3 separate regions of the Zea mays genome follow, and all the other regions are linked to region 3. A link is a contact called in public Hi-C data. All regions are on one chromosome and are shown on one strand. Each heading gives the region's core, a stretch centred on a gene start, on an enhancer-like site or on the middle of the called end of the contact. The rest is flanking DNA. Distances are from core to core; before and after follow the strand shown.

Region 1 (2,700 bases), core at 101-2,600, 210 kb after region 3:
TCCGAGACGGACCCTGCGCAGGTTCCGGGAGTGGCTTCCCTGCTTCTTCACGCAGTCGTTCTGGATGTCCTTGTCGAGGATGTCGCTCAGCGTGCGGTACGACTTGCCGGCACCGATGAGATCGTTCACCTGGAAGGATAGATGGGTGGTATGAGTACGCAGTATTCACGCGGAGAAGCGGCGTTACGTTCCGTTGCCGGGAGTACGCGGGAGCAATTTTGATTGGTGCAGTGGTGCTAATAACGCCGACCATTGAAATACTGAAAGAGTCTGCACGCAATCGACCGCGAGTCAAATCAACGCGACAACTTTCTTTCCTGGAGCTTCCTTGAAGGAGAAGATTGCAAAGTTCGTTTTTTTTTCGGTGACGTGTGTTCTTTTCTAGAAAGAAGGAAGATCTGATGAAAGTAATAAATAATATGGCGCCATGTTATCCAGGCATCACTCGTTGGATTTCACCTCGCCAGCCGTGTAAAATCTTGGATTCCTGACACAGAGAGATCGCAACAACGGTACGAACTACAAAGCGAAGCAAACGATCCCGGCAGGGGCGAGAGAGAGAGAAAAAAAAGAGAGGAGAGATCGCGCAGAACTTTCGGATCGATCAGGCGCTCACCTTGGTGACGTACTCCATCTCGGCGAACCTGAAGGCCATCCCGAGGCTGCTGAAGAGCACGGAGACGAGGGCACAGGTGTCGCTGAAGGGCGCGACGCGGAGCTCGCCGCCGTCGGCGTCCATCCCGCGCACCAGCTCCTCGAACGCCTCGGCCACCGCCGTCAGCGGCGTCTCCATCCCCTGGCGCGCCGCCACGACAGCCGCCACCCCTTCGCACAGCTGCTCCGACGGCGCCTGCGCCTCCGCCGACGACCACGACATCTGCCTGAACCCGAGCATCCTGTCCCGTCCTCTCCCTACCTACTCTCTCTCCCACCGGAAACGCGTGATCGTTAGCGGGCGCAACGGAACGGTGGTGGCGCGGGGAGAGGCCAAGGACGCGCGGCGAGGTGTGCGAACGCCTCGCCTCCGCGCGCGGCTTGCTAGTCTGTGTGGGGGGTTGGGGAGGGGGAAGGGAAAAGGGTGAAAAGGCTGGCTGCCTATGTATAGGAGTCGGCCGGAACCTGAATTTTGCCATGGGAAGGAAGATCCGAAGAGGATCCGCGGTTTGTCCAGTCACATACTGCACAGCAGTTACTACAACCCCATTAATTATAGATTTTTTAAGCTAATTTAGTGATCGGAGAATTGGAAAGTATTCGTGAGAAAGGAATTCTATTGTTATCCAATTTCATGGTCACTAACCAGCCCTTAAAAGGTCTATAGGGGTTAAGTGAACAAAAATTAAGATGTGTTTTTTTTGAAGAGTCCGTTTCTACACAATTCTTTATATATTATCCCTTAACTCTTATATTTATGATGTAGAAGATTTAGTTTTTCATACGGTCTCTTATACTTAAAAATTAAAACCAATGGCAATAGTTTGTATATGTCCTAACATGTACATGAGCTTAATCCTAAAATTTACTTTTGTCAAAAATATCTAAATATAAAATATATGTGCAATCTAAATAATTTAACAAGACAACAGAGGCGACGAGTTTAGAATCATTAGAACTAGTTCACATTGATTTTTTCGAGAGAAATGGAATATTGACAAAAGAAGGGACAAGATATTTCATGATATTGATATCGATGTGTACTTGTTTAAAATAAGAGATGTGTATCTTATCTATTTCAAAATCTATAAAAACAAAATTAAAAAATCAGTTTGAAAGAATGATTAAACGCCTGAGATCTGATCATGATGGAGAGTATTTGCCAAACGAATTTAACTCATTCTGCGAGGAACATGATATCATTCATGAAAAGGAACGTCCCTATTCTCCACATACCAATAGGATTGTGTAAAGTAATAACAGAATTCTAATGGAGATGGTTAGCGCTATGTTAGAAACATCGAGACTCTCCAACTAAGGTCTTATTCGGTTAATCCCGTTATCCATGTATTGGATGAGATTAGAAAAATTTAAGGAGTTTAACTTACTTGAGATTTAATTTCACCCAATCCCACTCAATCCACATGAATTGAGAGCTAATCGAACAAGCCCTAATGATAGGTGAGGCTATAATGTCTGTGTGTCATGTGCTAAATAGAGTTACCATGAAAAATAATAAAAAACACCATTTGATGAATGAGAAAAGAAAAAAAAAATGAATTTCTCTTGTCTGCGAACTTGGGCCTGTATGGCTAAGTCATTGTGCCAATCCTAAAGAGGCGCAAACCTAGACCTAAATAGAGATAATTTATCCTTTTAAAGTCCTTGTGTTTGGTAATTTAAGAACCAAAAGAGAGTAAGAGACTAACAATTTGTCTATAGAAACCAAACACTCTTTACTTTGCTAGCCACATTATCGATACATTCCTACCCTAATATTATCTCAGTTCATAAATATATGACAGCGTTATTTTTTTTCGAAAATTTTAATCATTCGTCTTATTCAAAATATTTATTTAAAATGTAAAATTTCAAGTCAAACACAAACTAACTTAAGTGATAAAACAAATCAAAAAAATAAATAAATAACAACTCATTATATTTAATAATACAAATGGTTAAAGTTTTTTGTTTTAAATTCAGCGGTGTCATATATTTATGAATGAAGATAATATTTTCTTTTTTGTCCTGTGCCACTTACAACAA
Region 2 (2,700 bases), core at 169-2,668, 250 kb after region 3:
GTTATTTTTTCTAGCTTATGTGTCCTGATTAAAATTGAAAAGTGGAACCTCAACACGAATTTAAAAAACAAAACATGCAACTAAGTTGAGAGAAGCAACAATTATTTATCGGGTACGGATATGGTGGAATTTGTAACCACGAGTATGCGTATGGATATAATAAGGTATGCACAGGTAATTTTTTGTGGATATCCAGTATTCATATCCGTTACCCGATGATTATCTGACATGTAGGCCATCCAGATTTAATGCACTATCCCAAAAAAAATCCTATTTTTCAGTTTTCATTCAGGACATGTTGTTTGGTGCTAAAATTGTTCTTTAATGTTGGCTGGAATGATGAAATTGTTGAATTATAATAAAACCGTTGTTTAGTGATGAATGTTGAAATTGTAGTAGGCAGAGCGAGTAATGGGCATCCATCGGATAATGAATACCCGACGGGTATGGGTATAGATCCATACCCATAAATGTTTAAATTGTTTAGTGATGAATGTTGAATTCATTATTCATTATTCAAAAGTGTAGTTGTGGTTCCTAATTCATTTTAGGCACTGTTTGGATCCTTGGAATTAAATTTTATTCTAACAATCGTATGTTAGACATAGATCAATTAAGTTAATGTAGTTTTATACAAAATATATTTGTATACTATGTTGGCCATATGGTATAGATATTTATATGGTACATTTCTATCTACTATAGTGGAGCGAGCCAAAGAACGTGTTATAGGTTGCAGAGTACAAACATACACTAGTAATGATACACAAAATTAATTTTCATTCCCTCGTTATTTAAATTTAGGATAGCCTTATATCAGAAGTTTGGAAAGTGGTGCAATGTAAAATTCAAAATCAAATATCCTACTATATATAAGGGATCCAAACGGTCTCTTAGAGGTATATCATTTTATTATTGACATATATGTGACTCTGGCAGCTATATATAATAAGACAGTGAACAGCAGCGAAGAAAGATCAATCAGTGCAGATGATTGTCCACGAGCTGCTAGTCAATATCCTAAGCATTCTGAACCTCATCGCATGCGGCATGCCCCCGTAGAAAGGCAAGTGAGAGAGGAGAGAGTAGCAGCACCGGCGCCCACGTCATCATCCACACCCCATGGGCCCCGCCGGAAATCCAACAGCGTGACAGGCAGCCCAATAGCATTCGAGCCCGGCGGATTCCCCGCGCCATGCCAGCCAATCGGCTTCAAGATAAGCATTTTTCCTGGGCCCACTTCACGCAGTGCTCGCTCCTCCTCGCGCAAACGCTGCCCAAAAGCGCATTCAGGGGCCCCGCATGCCCTCTCCACGATCACGACCGTGGATGACAACTGTCACTGGCCTGTGGGTCCGGGTTCTCCCGCGGGGTTCGCATTTTTTATATAAAAAAGGAAAGGGCTCCCGAGCTCGTCGCCACACTGTTCCCGTTTTTTTTGTTAAGCTCTCGCTTAACCTAAACGCCGGGAGCACAAGTGCTCGGCGAAATGACGAGCGCCGGAGCGGCGACAGGCGCCGCGCTAGGCGCGCGGACGGCGCGGTCCTGCGACGGCTGCATGAGGCGGCGGGCGCGGTGGCACTGCCCCGCCGACGACGCCTTCTTGTGCCAGACCTGCGACGTCTCCGTGCACTCGGCGAACCCGCTCGCGCGCCGCCACCACCGCGTCCGCCTCCCCTCTGCGTCCTGCTCCTCCCCACCGCGCGACCCGGACGCGCCAACGTGGCTCCACGGCCTCAAGCGACGGCCACGCACGCCGCGGTCCAAGCCAGGGGGGAGCAAGAGCAACAAGCATGAGGCGACTCCCAGCTTTATCGCCGCGGCTGCGTCGTCGGCAGCGGTCCCCGACCTCGAGGCGGAGGAGTCCGGCTCCGGTATCCTGGGCGGTAACGACGACCACCACGGGTTCCTGCAGGATGACGACGAAGACCTTCTGTACCGCGTGCCGGTGTTCGACCCTATGCTCGCCGAGTTCTACAACCCCGTGGCCGACGAGGGGGAGCAGAAGCCGGCCTGCAGCCTGCTGATGCCGTCTCTCGCGGAAACATCGCCGGAGTTCGCCTCCGGCGGCTCGGCGGAGGCGGACGGGCTCTCCGTGTCGTTCCACGTCCCGGACATGGAGCTCGCTAGCTTCGCCGCGGACATGGAGAGCCTCCTCATGGGAGTCGACGACGACGGGTTTGACTGTTTGGGTTTCTTGGACGAAGAGAAACCTCAGGTGAACGCGGACTTGGACGCCATAGTAGCGCCGGCGCCTGAACCAGAGGACAAGAAACGGAAGCGGCCGGAGATGATACTCAAGCTCAACTACGAAGGCGTCATCGCCTCATGGGTCCGTGACGGCGGCTCGCCGTGGTTCCACGGCGAGCGTCCTCACCTCGACTGTCACGAGCTATGGTCGGACGACTTCACGGTAAGCACTACGGTTCGAGCATGAGATCTACACATGCTCTGGCACTGTCTTGGGATAAATAACTGATCGGCTTTCCTTTTGCCATGGATCGCATGCATGCAGACGGGTAGCCGGGAACTCCTCGGCGGAGCCGTGACACCGGTGACCGGTGGCGAGCGTGAGGCGCGGGTGTCGCGATACAGGGAGAAGCGGCGGACGCGACTGTTCGCCAAGAAGATCCGGTACGAGGTGCGCAAGCTCAACGCCGAGAAGCGGCCGCGGATGAAGGGTCGGTTCGTGAAGCGCGC
Region 3 (2,713 bases), core at 194-2,693:
GCACAAAGACTACGGCTGCAATATGTTCATCAATCAGCCGATCAACCACATCATCAACCTTGTCATCATCAGATGTCATGACAATTGTCTCCTCATCGGTACTAACTGTGTGCTCCATATCCACGTTATTCTGCCTTACATCATCATGATCAACTGCTTCCTTTCCTTCAACACCGGATTGAGATAACATGGTGGCCATGGCGACGGGCAACGAGTCAATTGATTCAAGAGGCACCAGCCGCTCAACATTGGCAACAACTTCGGCACCACAAGCCAAGACGCCGATTGAGTCACCCTCCACAAATGGCTTCTCGTCGAAAAGCTCGATCACAGGACCTTCCTCGGAGACGAAGACCACGTCTCCATTTGGCCTGGCTGCCTCTTCCTCTTCCTTGTGCCCACAATCTGAGCCACGGGGCGCCGACGCGGTGAGCAAGAACGGTGGCGAGTAGAAGCCACTCTCGAGCGCGACGCCGCAGCAGGCGCAGGCGAGGTCCCGCTCGCCGAGCTCGCTCTGGCCCATCCATGACAGCAACGCCTTCCCGGGCGCCGCCGCCGCCGCGGCGGCGCAATCCTCGCACATGTCCCCGGCGTCCGCGAGCCGGCGGTGCGCGCTGCAGTACCCGACGCGCGACAGCTCGGCGGCGTGCACGTCGCACAGCAAGCGGCGCAGGGGCTCGGCGCCGACGCCTCGGTGGCGGGGGTGGGTCTCGAAGAGGCTGTCGACGCCGAGGCGGGAGCAGAGCGCGCACGGCGGCGCGAGCCCGAAGAAGGCGGCGAACCGGGATATGAGGTAGGAGAAGACGCCGTCGGCGAGAAGCAGCGCGATGAGGACCCACTCGAGCAGCGCGTACGCGAGCACCCGCGCGACGCGGTTGCTCTTCCTGCACAGCGCCGCGGTGAGGTTGGCGCCCGCGCCCGCGCCCGCCCCTGCCATGGGAGCCTGCGACACCATCCCCCCCACAGCGAGGTTACTCGGGACTCGCCGGAATGCGGTGGGAGCCGGCGCGGACCACGCAGGCTGGTTTCACCGTGGAATCCAAGGAAGCACAGAAACCAGTGCCTTCCGTCCCGAATCCTTCCCCGGGCGCCCGGAATTAGATTGGCACGGAGTGGAGGACGCAACCCGGACGTGATTCGCGCTAGTGGCAAGCGACCACTGACGGACTCGGCTCCTCTGGAGGAACGCACAAACTCCTCCCGAGGCAACGTGCTACTGCTACAGATTGCAGGAAAGACTCCACAGGTCGAATCGGGGACCGAGACCGAGATCAGGAACCCGGAAGAGGAACGAACGAAATCTTTACAGGGAGAGGAGGTGGGGCGGGGACTAGTGATAATGACAGGATTGCGAGAGCGGAGATAATTGGATTTTTGCCACTCACAATATTGTCTTCCTGTTATAATTACCACTGTGTCTATGAATTGTGGGTCCAGCTGGGTCTATGAAATGTGGGTCTAATGGCAATTTTACAAACCTGTTTCTTGCTGATGGCAAATATCAAAATCTCTCCAGGGAGGTGAGGATGCCGGATGCGCGACTTCGAACCCGAGAAATATCGCGAAAACGGAAAGAAAAAAAACGGGCGCTGAGTCAGTAATTCGCATTAGTGGGTGAGTCGGTGGTAATTAGCCCGCCGGCGACTGAAAAAAAGGGTCAGTTACGTCAGTAAAAGCAAGCAGAGCCCTAGACTGAACATGTAACTACGGTTCCTTTTCTTGCCGTTGGAAACGAGTCCTCCTTCAGTGCGTCATGCCGCCATTGGCCGATGAGCATCTTTGAAGGTGAACACGGAAGGAAGCGACGATGATGACTACGGCGTCAGCTAGATTCTGGTGCGTGTGCCAGTAGCATAGTGCAGTACGCAGCGTCGTCCAGTACTAGCATAGTAGACTAGGACGCAGTACGCGGTGTCCAGTAGCAGGAGGACCGTCTCGTTCGTTCTTTTCCCGTTTTCCGTTTCAGCAATCAGCATCAGTGGTGGATTTCTACGCGCCTGTCTTTTTCCGGGGACCGGCGTTGCGTCACCTGGACGGCGAGCCGGCGGGCTGATCGGTCCGGTCGGTCACCAACCCTCACCATCGCGTTGCGGCTTGGACGGACGGGCTCATTTTTTTTCGATTTTTTTTTCTGTCCACCCTATCCGCGACGCAACCGCGACCGCGAGCGGGAGGAAAGCGTCGGAACACGGAATCGGCACGGCAAAGTGGACCTGCAGTCCTGCCTGCGCTTCTGTTTATCTGTTTGGTTGGTGAGTTGCCTGGCTGCTCGTCGTCGTCCGCCCGGCTAGGCAACTGTTGCCCCTGGAGCAGTTTTTGCCTGCAATTTTTGTCGAGACTCGAACCAACCACACCCAACTGTCCGTACTGTCCTTGTCCCGTTTGAATGTATCAGATCATCCAGTCGTCTCCACGGCTTGGATCGACAGCTGCCTGGTCTTTGCCTGTCTATCGTTTGGTTTCATGATTTTTGCCTGTCGCCTCAAGCCAACGAAAGGGTTGACTTTCACCCATCAATATAAATTTTCATCTCTCCCCGGTGCTTCCGCAACCGCATATGCCAGAACTAGTGAGTAATTTTTTTTCATCTCTTCCCCTGCGGCTAGCGGCGGACCGCTCGCTGTTCGTCGGCGCGGGTGGCGGAGGTTATCCGGAGCCGATCTTGTGCTCAGCTCGAGCAGGATGTTGCTCACCGTGATGAATGCCATGAATT

What was found. Hi-C and Micro-C count contacts between places; a contact is called where the count stands out from the background.
Region 1: a contact with region 3 is called in a Hi-C map of leaf, with 10 times the contacts expected there. The contact joins the promoter of LOC103625954 here to the promoter of LOC103625957 in region 3. A contact is called at or near these places in 5 of 25 Hi-C or Micro-C datasets (ear, endosperm, leaf and 1 more).
Region 2: a contact with region 3 is called in a Hi-C map of tassel, with 2.4 times the contacts expected there. The contact joins the promoter of LOC100283174 here to the promoter of LOC103625957 in region 3. A contact is called at or near these places in 2 of 25 Hi-C or Micro-C datasets (ear and tassel).

Annotation. Positions count from the first base shown.
Region 1 is chr5:11,913,615-11,916,314 of Zm-B73-REFERENCE-NAM-5.0, reverse strand. LOC103625954 (protein CASP) reads left to right here and starts at 1,350. Exons shown (of 18, transcript XM_008646355.3): 1 at 1,350-2,700. LOC100278613 reads right to left here and starts at 1,202. Exons shown (of 4, transcript NM_001151835.3): 1 at 617-1,202; 2 at 1-129. The coding sequence starts at 895.
Region 2 is chr5:11,876,156-11,878,855 of Zm-B73-REFERENCE-NAM-5.0, reverse strand. LOC100283174 reads left to right here and starts at 1,418. Exons shown (of 2, transcript NM_001156076.2): 1 at 1,418-2,413; 2 at 2,516-2,700. The coding sequence starts at 1,490.
Region 3 is chr5:12,122,147-12,124,859 of Zm-B73-REFERENCE-NAM-5.0, reverse strand. LOC103625957 (myosin-binding protein 2) reads right to left here and starts at 1,443. Exons shown (of 4, transcript XM_008646357.4): 1 at 1-1,443. The coding sequence starts at 955.